Linked DNA regions of Sus scrofa: region 2 is linked to region 1. The links are chromatin contacts, called in public Hi-C maps. All regions are on one chromosome and are shown on one strand. The core of a region is the stretch at or near the end of the contact, and the rest is flanking DNA. Distances in the headings are between cores, read along the strand shown. Region 1 holds the start of OTUD7B (OTU domain-containing protein 7B). Region 2 holds the start of MTMR11 (myotubularin related protein 11).

Region 1 (2,676 bases), core at 114-2,613:
GACTGAACAATTACCAGCTTCTATATTTTCTAAAAAGTATTTTATGCATATATGTACTAAAACGAAAAGTCCTGCTAATTTTTGTTTTTGCATTCATGAAAACTCCCTGAAGAGCTCGGGAGAATCTCAACATAAAATTTCACCAGTTTCTTTTAACTTAATTTTTATATCTGTACTCTGCCCAGAGAAGCAACCGAAGTTCTAGAGACAGACTACCAAGGCATAGACGGAAAGAGGGGGTTAGAAAAAAAGAGAGAGGGAAAGAAAGAGGGAAAGAGAGAGACTCAGAGCGCTGTTCCTTGTGAGCCGACAAGCTAAAAATACGCCGGCCCAGTAAACAAATCCCATTCCATCCCGACCAGAGCCACACCGTTAACCTAGTAATTATGAGAAGAGGAGTGAGATCACGCAGCCCCCGGCTTACTCATCATCAGCTTCTAAAGTTTCCATCGGGCTCACAGCAACTTTTCTTTTTTCTAAAGTTCATAAGCCTACCGTAGAATCAGTCATTCTCCCTCCCTCCCTCTCACACTCACACACACACACACACACACACACACACACACTTCTTTTTCGCTCCCTTCCTCCATTACTGGACGCACCTCAGTTTGGCTATCCTTAAGGGAGAACAAGCTTGTTTTCATTCTACTTTTATATTGAGACTTTAAAATGAACTTTATCCTACTATGAGAGTAGTAGCCTGCACTCCTAACCACCTTAAAAGTCCACCATCCCTCTCCGAAAGTCTAGCTGATAAGGGAGGACCGTCCGAACTGCCCAGCAGTTGAGGAAGGGAGGCCAAGAATGGGGAAGGAGGGCTGGATCGCGGGACGCAGGTGAAAGGGAGGAGTAACGAGGGAAAGGTTGGGACGAAGCAAGGCACAGTAAGGGCGAGGAGGGGGTGCCGAGAGGAGAAGGCTCTGGGTGAAATATAATCAGAAAGGAGAAGAGGGACCGTGGCGATCAGAGGGTCAGAGTTTGGGAGTCTGAAGAGGCGGGAGGGGCGGGGGCAGACGGGGGAGGGTGACAGGGAGGGGGGCTCCGTTACCCTCGCGACTCCCGGGGCAAGGCCCTAGGCCGGGGCGGAGCGCGGGGCCCGGCTGCCTCTCCTCATTCCACGGCAGTGACCCCGGGGTCCGGCCGGCCCCTCCCCCGACGACGATGGAGTCGGAGGCGGCGGCGGAGAATGCGACCGCGGTTGTTGCTCCGCACAGGATCAGGAGCTGGAGCCAGACGGGACTGATCCGGACTGGCCTCCCCCAGTGGCTTTTTGCCTGCTCCACACTCGGTCGCCACTCTGACTCCGGCGGCTGGTTCAGGATCGTTGGTTTTCGGCCGTCCGGCCGGAAACAAACGCCGGTTTCCGGCCGGAGCGGGTTGGTGGTGACACCCAAGCGGCCCCGGGCCTCCTGCGCCCCGCCTCGCCCCGCCCGGCCCCGCCCCTTGGGAGCCCCGCCCTTAGCGCCGCTCCCTCGGCCTAGGCCAGTTTGGCGCTTGCCCGGAGCGTGACCCCGTGTTTTCCTGGCGCGTGTTCCCAAAGCCCCTGGTCTGCAGAGTTCTTGAACCAGAGCTGGAGAGGTACAGGGTATACCCTCGAGACTTTGAGGTGGAGTCGTTTGGACACAGCCCTTTGGGAAGCAGAGAGAGGAGGGGTAGTTCTAGGAAGGTGAGAGGGATGAGAATACTTTAGAAAGAGAAGACTGAAATTCTAGTTACTCTACGCAATCACTCTGGACTGACCAGAGGGAAATGAACAACGCTTCTTCCAGACCCGTCTCCACCCAGTTATGCACGCTTCATCCACTCATGAACTGAACATACCTTTCCCTATAAACACTCAATATTTATTTACTTGCCTAACGAGGATACCCTATTGACATTTCTGCCTTAGACTCTTAGCCCAATCAAAACAAGTTATGTAGTGCTTTTTTTGGTAATGCCTTTTAACAGCCTTGCAGCATAGTTCAATTCTCAAATACTAATTGAGTCCCTACTATGTGCAAGGCACTGTGCTCATTGATATTGGGAACACAAAAATGATTGACAAAATCCCAGGCATCAAGGATCTTAACACTTTAGTAAAATGCATCAAACTATTACATAAGGCGGAACTCTTATCAGTGCTGTGTGGGTTATAAAGACCTATGACTGTGAGAACATAACCTTTGCCTGACACACAGCAAACCTCCCATATTTGTTGAATGAATAAAGATTTGAAGAATGTGGACAGTTTCAAGTAAGAAGAGCCATTTCGTTAATACCTCTTTATGACAAACACAAAATGGGACCAGTCCCTGCTATAATCTGACCAAATAAATCCAAAATTTTAATTCATATTCCTAACATTGTGACAACTGGCTTGCATGTTCAAAATGTTTATTATCTAAATTGTGCTCCTTAGGCCTATTTAAAAGCAAATATTATAGTCAACTTTTCTGTCCCCTCATTAGATTCTGAAGTCCTCAGTTTCTAAAGGGAAGCCGTTTAGAATTACCCAGCTCAAGATAGAAAATTGACATCTGAAACAGGAAACTTCCTAGACAGCTATGTCTCTTGGGAATATCCTGAGTTTAGAGGTAAGGATTTAGGGCTGGGCCTAGGGTCATACCAAGGCCCAGCAGGAAAGAGTGCCTTGCATGAAGCATGCCCAGGAAGCATGCTCTGGGTTGGCAGGCA
Region 2 (2,676 bases), core at 84-2,583, 61 kb before region 1:
TACTCTCAGAAGACAGCCCTTAAGCATAACTTATTATCACACTTCCTGTAATGTTTGTCGAAATCTTCTAGACTTCCTTACCCACTTCCTGCAAGTTGTCCTTTCTACTGCCCTAACCATCTCACCTGACTCCGCTGCCATCCACAGGGCTGGAAGGTGACCCTCAAGTTGCTGCAAATCAGGGTTCCTGGCAATTCAGGTTCCAGCCCCTTCCTCACCCCTGGGGCCCATGCTAGGATCTGCTCCCCTGCAGGGCAAGAATGGAAGCGAGGTTATGACTGTTCCCTGCGTTGTCCACACTTGCATACACCCACTCCTCTCAGACTGGAGAATCTAAAGAGGGAAGATTAAGATCCTCCCCTCACCCCATGAGAATGAAAGCTTAGGAGGAGAGAATTTACATTCATTTACTCTAGAGTCTAGATAGTGCCTCACACATAGTAGTCACTCCAATATTTACGGAATAAGTAAATGAGAAAAGGACTAACAGGGTCAAGAAAACAAGACGAGCCATCAAGGTTCAAGCTTGTAGCCGGCCCTGGACAGAGAGGAGAGCAAGCCTCAGGCAGAAGCACTTTGAGCCAGGAGAGGAATGCAGAGGTATCTTGGTGGTGAGATTTGAAACAAGGTTTGAGGAGGACGAAATATGGAGGAGTCTTTGGAGATCAGAAGTATTGGAAGGGCATTATTACCTGGGAGACATCCAGAGGCCAGGCAACTGCCAAGCTGACGACTTCTGGGCTCTGGCATTGCACGCCCCTGGACAGACTTTGGTCCCGAGAGCTGGGAAGAGTGTAGGGTTAATCCCCAGGCCTCTCCAATCCTGGGGTCTAGGGTTACTTCAGCAGCCACCTTTGGCGGCCTACACTCAGTCTCAGGGGAAACTGAGCTCAGGACTGGGGTTGGTAGATAGTAAAGGGAGGGGCTGGTTAATGGATAATGAGACAATGAACTTGAGACTGAAAAATACCAAGCTCCATCAACCGAGGTTGATATGAGACACACCCTCCTCCTCCTCAAGATCCTTTTCCTCCCTCTTTCTCCACATCACCCCTATTTACACCCTCTTGCCAATGCCCCCCTTCCCCAAGTCCAAGTTTCCACTCCTTACCCCCATCTCTGGCTCCTCCTTCTGGGGGGCGATGTTGAAACTCTGGCCCCGGCCCCCCCACCACATTTCTCTGGCTCCATCCGGGGATGGAGCACTCGAGGGGCGAGGATGCTCAAGCCCTTTGGGGAGAGGCTGAATCTGATAGTTGAGAGAAGGGAAGCTGAGAGGGGCAGGGGGAGGATTCAAGGGAAAGGAGCATCTGTGGTGCACGGAGCACGATTTGGGGTCTTTGAAAGGTGTGTCCAGTGCAGCCAGAGAAGGCTCCTCGGAAACTTCGGTGTCGACTCTAAAGAGGGCGGGAGAGATGCCCAGCCCCTTAAAGGGGAATACACACAATTTTGGAAGGGTGGAGAGGAAGTGGAGGAGCCTAAGAAAGGTGCGGAAAAAATGAGGAACTGAGAAAATACCCAGATTCCCTTCTTTACCCTAATCCCAGATCCTATTAGCTTCCTGTTAATGAGCTTGGAGACTGAGGGGAGCAGTAATTCCAGTATTAAACTGAAATCATGTGGGCCACTTCCTGGGACTCACAGTGATGGCTTCCCTGGGAAACTGGTTTTCTTATGCTTTCTTAAAAGGGGGGAGGGGGAGGGGTGGGAGGGAAATAAAAGTAGTTAAGTTCTCCTTACTGCCTCCCCTGACAGACCTAACAAAAGCTGTTGAGAAGAAATAAATGGAAATTGGCCTTCAGGAGATTGTTGCCTAGGGAGGCCCAAGAATTGGGGAGGAAAGTGAGTTAAAGTGTTTTTGTATATCCTCCAGAGAGCATGAAGCATACTTCATAAGGGTACAATGGAAAAGTAGGGAGAGAAATTGAAATATCTGCAGGATGCAGACATAAGTACAGGTATGTTTACTTGCAAGTTTTGGGGGTGGGGATGGGCGGCCCAAGGAAAAGATCTTACCACTTAACCCATCAAACACACACACACACAAACACACACACACACACACACACACACACCCTATTGGAAACTAGAGCCGCTTCAGGTACAAGAGCCCTCCCTTCAGCCCAGACACCAGATCTCCAAATTAAAGATTCATGTAAGGACTTTGAAAGCTGAGGGCTGGAAACTGTTCAGTGCAACAATCCCATCCCTGCAACTCAAGAAGCAAAGATGGGTGGGGAGGGCACTGGAAGGAAAGTAAAGGAACCGTAGCTGACAGTGACTGGGAGTAGGACTGCAAAAATCTACATCTAGATTTGAAAAAGGAAATAAAATACAAAGTAAGAGTTAATGAGCTGCTGTTTTATTGATTTAGAGACCATACAGAGGCAGCAATTCTTAGGTGGGGGCCCAAGATTTCCGAAGTTTCTGAACTCTCTCCTCCTCCCAGCACACACACCCTTCCGGCTTTAAAAGTTCCCTGTCTTGGCTGGAGCTGTGGAAATAGTGAATCTACTGTGTGAAAAGGAGTTGATCTGAAACAGAGAGGCCTACACCTGCTAGAAAGGTGACCCAGAAGCCTGATTCTAGAAGTCCTAAATGCTACCAAGCACCTCCTCCCCCACCTGCATTCCATGGGCCTTTCTTGGAAGAAGAAAATACTTCTCAAGGTCTGTG

Evidence for each region. A called contact is a pair of places that touch in the nucleus more often than the background predicts.
Region 2: a contact with region 1 is called in a Hi-C map of skeletal muscle, with 2.3 times the contacts expected there. The contact joins the promoter of MTMR11 here to the promoter of OTUD7B in region 1. A contact is called at or near these places in 2 of 5 promoter capture datasets (fetal liver and fetal skeletal muscle), 3 of 47 Hi-C or Micro-C datasets (embryonic fibroblasts and skeletal muscle) and 2 of 2 datasets of contacts at active chromatin or transcription factors (alveolar macrophages and skeletal muscle).

Annotation. Positions count from the first base shown.
Region 1 is chr4:99,053,113-99,055,788 of Sscrofa11.1, reverse strand. It overlaps OTUD7B (OTU domain-containing protein 7B), which reads right to left and starts at 1,363. Exons shown (of 12, transcript XM_001925669.7): 1 at 1,049-1,363.
Region 2 is chr4:99,113,831-99,116,506 of Sscrofa11.1, reverse strand. MTMR11 (myotubularin related protein 11) reads right to left here and starts at 1,333. Exons shown (of 17, transcript NM_001243446.1): 1 at 1,112-1,333; 2 at 693-783; 3 at 126-247. The coding sequence starts at 1,177.